Linked DNA regions of Ovis aries: region 1 is linked to region 2. The links are chromatin contacts, called in public Hi-C maps. All regions are on one chromosome and are shown on one strand. Each heading gives the region's core, a stretch centred on a gene start, on an enhancer-like site or on the middle of the called end of the contact. The rest is flanking DNA. Distances are from core to core; before and after follow the strand shown.

Region 1 (4,018 bases), core at 1,234-3,733, 49 kb after region 2:
GAATATAACAAAACAAAAAGCATAGTGGCTTCTGTGCCCTTTTATTATTTGCTTTTGCTCTGTTTCCCTAATAACAATTTGTTTGGGAAAATTCCAGCCTTGTTTCACCTAAACAAAAGAAAATATCATTTTCTACATCTAGACCATGCAGCTGCGGTCATCTGAGCTCTGAACAGTCAGACTTAGTGGGAAAGTTAATAGTTATAATCCAAACCAAGAAGGACTGGCTGAGCCAGAGTAGAGATGCAAAGGCAAGCCTGGGTGGAGGCATGCTTGTAGGTGAAGACAACTGCTATGCCTTTCTCCTCTGGGGTTCTTTTCAACAAAGCTAGTCTCATGGCATAATCTCCTGGGACGGGATAATTTTAGAACTGCCAGGGACCATGGACCAATTGCACTCCTTTCTAGCAGACTCCAGTTAATCCAACCAAGGCAGCTAGCCTTCACAGCGATTGATCTGGGTTCGACGTCAGTTGCTCCACTTTGCCTGAGTACACTGGAAAAAGAACACAGTAAGGGCTCTGAAACGGGCAGCCCCATCATCAACAGCATCTATGCACCAAGCTGGGTGTCAACAGCCCTGTCAACTACGTGGACTATCCCTGCCCTGAACAAGAAAATGATTCTCTCCAGGGGTGGAATCCCAGGGAGCAGTGTAGTGGGATGGAAGCCAAGGAGCTGGAAGAGCTGGGGTGGGGAAGGGAGGCACCAACCAGGTCAACCTGGAGGAACCTGTAGGTAGAGATATGCCTGGAGCGCAAGGCTCAGGCTGCCAGCGCTCTGTACACACAGAGGAAGGTCTCTACCAGCAATTCTTCCTCAAGCAAAAAGTGGCCAGACACAGCCACAATGCCACCTGCCATCCTGTCCAGGGTCAACTTAGGAAGCAAAGATCGCCTTTTTCTTGAGATTCACTAAGATCTGATAAAACATAGACTCTGCCCTTGAGTGACTAGCTGCTGACAAAATATGACTATTTTGATACACAATAAGCAAGGAACAGGTTGACAGTGCTAGAGCATACATTAATATTCTTTTTTTTTTCTATTTGGGAAGATGTCAAAATTCTAGTTCAAGAACCTGTGTGTGGCAAACTAGAGGTTTGCCAGTCAAACAACACTGATTCCCATGTGTTTGCAACGCTTGCCCTATACAGTTCTACAAACCAAAATGTACACACCCTCTGGGAAGAATCAAGATCATTAACACAAATGCAGTAAGCACCTAGAACTGACAAAAGAATATACTGATCAGATTAACGAGTATTGGGAAAGTATGGTTTTTCCCTAAACAATGAAAATGTGCCTAAACCAAAAAAAAAATAAAAAATTCAAATACTTAAGGAGACTGTTATACACATTTTCTATTCTCCATGTAAATCATGACACTCCATGCAATTCTCAACAACTAACCTACCAGTATCACAAACCAACCTGTTAAATCCTAAACTTACTTGGGAAACCTACTGGTTTGTTGGAGTGTTTCCTCCTTTCTAGCTCTTTAGGGAAGAATTATCTAGAAAAAAAAGTGAATTCTCAGAATTTCCGAAGAGGAAAAAAAATGGGCATTCACTGGAAAAACACAGGGTATATGCTCAGAACACTTAACTATTCTGGATAAGCTTCAAACCCACTTAGCCACCAGTCATCCTGTTGTTCTAACTTAACACTGAGACCTACCCTTCTAATCAAGTCTTCCAGTTTCCAAAGAATGGCAACAGATGAGACTGTTTCCGAATCTGATACACAGCAACTTCTTGTTCTTCCATGGAGGAAAAAAAAAAAAAACAAAATCAAACCAAAAGGAAATTTAGGATCTGAAGGAAAGCGCACACCCCGGAGTCAAGGCCCTAGTTTTCCCAACACATGTATTCACCGACTCCCTGCTATCAAGATTCATACACAGTTTCCCAGATTTAAAAATGTAAGGCTGAAAAAAAAAAAAATGTAAGGCTGGTGGGGACAGGCACTCAGACACATGCAACCGTGGAAAGTCTGTCGATTCTGCCAACTCTCGCATCAAGACTTCGCTGCTGCCCAAGCAGAGAGAAGGAATGAAGTCCGCGGCGCGGCTGGGAAGTGAACCCAACGCTGAATTTGGGGCAGGGCGGCCTCTGTCCCGAGACTCAAGGAGAAGGGCGGGCGCTCCTCGGGAGAAGCCAGCACCGGAGCCCGGGAGACCGAGAGGCTGGGGCCGCCGGAAGGCGCGGCTACGCCGGGACGCGCACCTGTCCCTCCGTAGCCCGCAGGGGACGGGGTTCCTCACCTGGGGCGGCGCGCTCGGGCTCACGGCCGCGCGGGGTAGAGAAAATCCTTCCTGGTTCCACGAGAGTCAGCCTCTGAGCTGCTGGAACTCTCCTCTCGCCGCACACATCCCCACCCACCCTTCCCCGCCCCGAGTGGCGCAGGCCCTGGGCCGCCCTCGCCTGCCCGCAGCGCCCTTACCTGGCTGGAGCGCAGCGGCTTCGCGGAGCCCGGGACACTGAAGTCCGCCCGAGCCTCGGAGTCCTGTGCCTGGAGCCCCGCCCCCTCCTCGGCTCTCCCCGCCCCGACCGGCCCGGCGACCGCCCGGCCCGCGAGGGCTCCGCCTCCAGCTGCCGGAGGCCGGCGGCGACCTGTTCCCACTGCTCTGCTGCGGTGCTGAGACTGAAGGTGGGAGTGGGTCGCTTACGCGTTCCGACTCCCGGGACCCAGCGGAAGTTTCGAGGAAGTCGCGGGAACGTCCCTGGTGTTTCCTGGACGCAGGAACCTCCTCCTTCCTGCCCCCCTCAACCGCCCCGCGAGGACACGGACACCCCTGGCCCGGGAGAGCCCCGAGCAGTGCCACCTGTGGGTGAGCGGGGACTCGATCGGAACTAGGGACCGCACCTCCCCTTCCGCTAAATGGTGGCGAGCCAGGTGGTAACGCAGTGAGGTGGAGCGAAGCAGCCAGTTTTACCAAAAGAATAAGTCTTTTCTGTTCAACCTGAAGCAGCAGAGCGCATCTGATACACTTACAGGTCACGTGGTGTGTGTGTGCATGTGTGACCCCATGGAACTATCACAACAGGTCACGTGGTCGGGGTGTGTGTGTGTGTGTGTGTGTGTGTGTGTTACCAAAAGAATAAGTCTTTTTCTGTCCAACCTGAAGCAGCAGAGCGCATCTGATACACCTACAGGTCATGTGGTGTGTTTGTGTGTGTGACCCCATGGAACTATCACAACAGGTCATGTGGTCGGGTGTGTGTGTGTGTGTGTGTGTGTGTGTGTGTGTGTGTTCTCGCTCAGTGGCTCAGCCCTTTCTGACTCTCTGCGACTCCATAAAAGTCCACCAGTTTATGTAGGGTGAAAGGCACAGAGAATTTAAAGAACCTACCTAATGTCACCCAACAACAAATTGAAAGGCTGGAATTCAAATCCCTGTAGTCTGCCTCCTGATTTTGAACGCTAAACCACAGCTCTCCTGGCTCACCAAATTTGAGTGTCCACCATATCTCATGAGGAGAAGGAAATGGCAACCCACTCCAGTATTCTTGCCTGGAGAATCCCGTGGACAGAGGAGCCTGGCGGGCTATATAGTCTGTGGGGTTGCAAAGAGTCAGACACGACTGAGCCACTAAGCACGGCACAGCACATGTCTCATGAGCTGTTAGAGCCCAGAGAAATACAAGGACTCTGCCCTCCAGAAGCTTTTAGTATAATGGGGCGAAAGGGACAGTCAGTCATCAATAAGCAAGTGAAAAATGAAGCCATTGCAGGTGCAAGAAGCCTCCTGACTAAAATACAGTAGGGTGATGGATTTGAGAGTGTGGGGAGGGAAAGACCACAGATCTAGTTGTTCCCGAGGCTTCTCAAAGGAGGTGACAGTGGAGCTGGGAGCTGATCAGCCAGGTAGTCAGCCTGAAGATGAAGCAAAGGGAAAGTCACATTCATTAATCCTCATTCTACCTCCTGCTTGTTGGAGACCTAAAAGCATGCCTTCCTATATATTATCTCTCTTTTGCTCATACAATAACCCCGAGAAGTCTGATAAGATTCCT
Region 2 (3,910 bases), core at 900-3,399:
CGTCTGTCTACAATGTGGGAGACCCGGGTTCAATCCAGCACTAAGCACTTCAGATGTAGCAACTCATTTAATTCAACAAACCTATTGAAGGTACTATTCCCTAGTCATATGATAAGAATAAGAGCCAGACTTTAATACAGGCATTCTGACCACACAGCCTGCACTATTAACCGCTACACACACAACCTCTCCAGTGGAAAGGAAGAGAGAACTAAAAGGAAAAGCATATGATGCGTCATTATCAGCCTTCTATTTAGGCAGATGGCTAAAGGCAATTCCACGCAACTTCCAAATTTCAACAGATAAACTATGACTCCCAAGGCATCATTAAGAAGGACACCAATCTCTCAATACCAAAGACTAAAGAGAACAAATGAATTTATAATCAAACAGAAATAGACCCACACATTCTACCAGAGGAACAGGGAATGGCAGGAGAAGTATGAGCTCTGGAACCAGCCAAAGCCAGGTACCGGGTCAAGTCAGGCTTCTTCAGTTCTGTGAATGTGGGAAAGTCCCTCAACTTTTGTGAAACTGAGTTCTCCCTTGGGAAAGGGGACTGATGATAAGAAATGTAAATGTAATGTGCATGTCAAAGTTGTTTGATCACTGCAAGTTTCAATAACAGATCTGGGAGATTTTTTAAAAAAAGAAAAGAAATAGACCACAGAACACAAACTTACGGTTACCAAAGGGGAAAGGGGCAAGGGGGGGATAAACTAGGAGCTCGGGATTAACATACATACACTACTATAAATGAAATAGACAACTACCAAGGACCTATTGTATAGCATAGGGAACTATACTCAATATTGTATAATAACTTACATGGGAAAAGAATCTGAAATATACATATATATATATATATATATATATATATACCTGAATCATTTTGCTATACACTTGAAATGAATGCAACATTGTAAATCAACAGTACTTCAATAAGAATACATACAGACATAATTAATTTTAAGAAAACTGGAGACAATCACTCTGAGTGAAAGAATCGGTTTGATGCTCCAAAGGAAAAAACAAGATGAAACAAAATTTCAGAGTCCTCCAGGTGATTCTCCCATTTTCCACACCAAAAAGGATTGAGCCTTTCAGACAAAAGAATCACAAAGGAACCAACTCTGGGTTACAAATATCTTTTTAAAATGAAACTAAGAGCTACAACTTAAGACCCTTTTCTCTGTGTCTCCTTAACAGTGAGCACAAGAACATTCTTTTCTTTACTCTGACTGCTAATTGCTAAAAGCTTGAAAAACAACACATGAGTCTTTGAACATCAATATTCTTTTTGTATTAAAGTATTAGTTGACTTACAACACTGTGTTAGTTTAAGGTGTATAGCAAAGTAATTCAGTTATGTTTCTCAGATTATTTTCCATTGTAAGTTTTTACAAGATATGAATATAGTTCCCTGTGCTATACAGTATATCCTTGTTGCTTATCTGAATACCAATATTCTAAAGTAGAGAACAGACACTGTTCACTGTTTCACCAAAGAGAAATCCAAACCACCATGAAGTTGTATTCTCCGTCTAGTGTTACAAATCTAAGTACCAAACTAATGGTTCTCGGTTTCATGGTCTACCAATTTTAGCCAAAAGATCTAAGAACTCCTTTATCATAAAAATTCTGCCTGAAGAAAAATGTTTTTTTAAATGGCTACTAAGGTTATCCAGCCTATTATATAAATCCTTTCACAATATTTTTAATCAATCAGGGGTACAGAGATGATTATGAATTACCAAACAAGAGGACGGTAAGGAATATAGTAATTAAGAAACCCTAGTTGTCAGGGTAGAGAAAGGATGAACTCCTTACAGGAAGAAGCAGAGTGATCAAAGGTTGTTGAAATTCTCATCTTACTATGTTAAGCCATATGAAAATGTCAATGTTCAGCAATATTTTACCTATACAAATCAACAATATTATCTAACTCAGTCTAGTACTTGGCAATGCTCTGAGAGCAGTAATGTAGTTAAAGCTCTCAATTTCAGAAGTTTACATCAGAACACATTGGCTATTACACATTTCATCATAGGTTTACCAAAAAGTTTGAGCCTGTTTGTAATGTTAAGAAATCTAGCATGAATAAACATCAGACTGACAATTATCTGAGAAATCAAATGCTGTATGCCTGCCAACAGTTTCTGTGGGTTATGGTTCAATTCAAAAGTACCTAAAATGGATAGGTACTATATAGTAACAAACTTTATCCTGCTCTCTTCTACAATGTAAACCCCAGCTTAAGCCCCAATTTTCTTTTGTAAAAGGGGAACTGAACAGCAGAAACACAAGCAAAAAGAAGGGAAATGCTCGGCTGACTTTAATCAGAATAAAGGGTACATTCTAGGCTCCCCATTTAATATCACGAATTGGTGCTATTCCAGGATCAGGCACTTTTTTAGCTCTCAGCTGAGAGTAAAAGTTTAGCCTGCAAGTCTTCCTTACCTATTAAACAAGGCACCCAGGGATAAACTGTATTTTCTTAAAGTCTTGACTATGTCTCCTTTCAGCTAGTTGCTCAGTAACAGGCTACAAAGTTTTGAGTAGTTTGTTGATCTACTGAACCTAGGTCTAGATTAGACTCAAAAGGTCAAAAGGCAAAAGTTACATAAGTCAGCTGACTTATCTCTCCTGGGTATGCAGCGCCTGTCCAGCCATATGGCTGGTGATCAAGATGTTGGACTTGGGGTGGACTTGCAGTACTTCACTACAGATAGTGGTTTCCTACTGTCCATATAACACAGGTATATGCAATAATTTAACATATACTCTTTAGGGCAGGTTTGGGGTTCACAACAAAGGACCCTGCTGGGGTCTTTGGCTATGATTGTGGTTGAGGGTCTCCTGGCTGATAAAAATGAAGAAAAAAAAAGAGAGATAAAAAGAACAGCGGATGGAGAAAAAAGTTTTGACAAAAGAAACCATGAGCAATACTATTACAAGAAAATTGGTTTCACCTCTTGGCAGGTATCGAGCCAAAAGACAGACTCAAACAGAAGAGCAGAAGGAAGGATTTATTACTTGCAGCAAGTAAGGAGGACAACAAGGACGCTTCCCAGAGCATTATCTCCCCAAACAGCAAGACTGGGGCTGGAGCAAAGAGAATTCAGCATAGAACTGGGGAAAGGTTGACAGAGTCCAGCACAAGTTGATGGAAGTTGGGAGGGTCAGCAAAGGTCACCATCATCATTCCTTAGGTTCCAGTGGATCTGGAAATTGTGCCCCCACGAGGGTTTGCATTCTGCAAAACAGCTCAAGAATGTGCTTCAGGCTAATCCTGACCTTTGAAACAGTACAACTGATATATCATGGTAAAGTTATCTCCCTGGCCTGATTATATCTGCTCAGTTTTACCTTCTTTTGCTCCTATAAAATCATTAACTATTGAGACCTATTCTTCTGCAAGAGTGAGCACTGTGGCTGGGCTAGATCACAAAATGATTTAGGCCTAGGATGGCTGAGTTCTCTTCCTCTGAGGAGCCCCACCCTATCTGCTTATAATACCTCAACACATCATCTCATATACTTACACTACAGGAGATTCATAGTTAAGCATTCTAGAGAGAATCAAAAGTTGTCTTAACATAGAAACTACTCATTGATCAACTGACCACATAGGCTCCAAATATTCCTTCCACATTACTAGGTTCTGCTTCTTTGTGGGTCATTTTCTCTCAGTGAATGAGGGAATGCAACATTCAACATCAAATGTTCAAAAGACGAGGGTTTTTAAAAAGTCAATAATGAGAATAATGTTGGAGAACTGCTCCCATCACACTCAATGAATGCCACTGGCAAATGAGGATCTTGCAGTTAGCTGGTAAAAATAAAATAAAACTCTCAACATTGTAAAGTAACTATACCCCATTTAATCAGATTAACTAATTAAATGCAC

Evidence for each region. A called contact is a pair of places that touch in the nucleus more often than the background predicts.
Region 1: a contact with region 2 is called in a Hi-C map of mixed tissues, with 2.1 times the contacts expected there. The contact joins the promoter of TEC here to the enhancer-like site in region 2. A contact is called at or near these places in 2 of 16 Hi-C or Micro-C datasets (liver and mixed tissues).

The regions. Positions count from the first base shown.
Region 1 is chr6:67,664,537-67,668,554 of ARS-UI_Ramb_v3.0, forward strand. It overlaps TEC (tec protein tyrosine kinase), which reads right to left and starts at 2,484. Exons shown (of 19, transcript XM_060417079.1): 1 at 2,445-2,484.
Region 2 is chr6:67,615,877-67,619,786 of ARS-UI_Ramb_v3.0, forward strand. The region is part of intron 2 of TEC (tec protein tyrosine kinase); the gene reads right to left. Among named protein-coding and RNA genes, the nearest start is that of TRNAW-CCA, 44 kb to the right of the region's middle. Within about 2 kb of position 2,150, at least 5 of the 54 cell types and tissues checked have an H3K27ac peak or open chromatin away from gene starts, as enhancers often do. A contact at or near this core is called in liver, where this site is marked.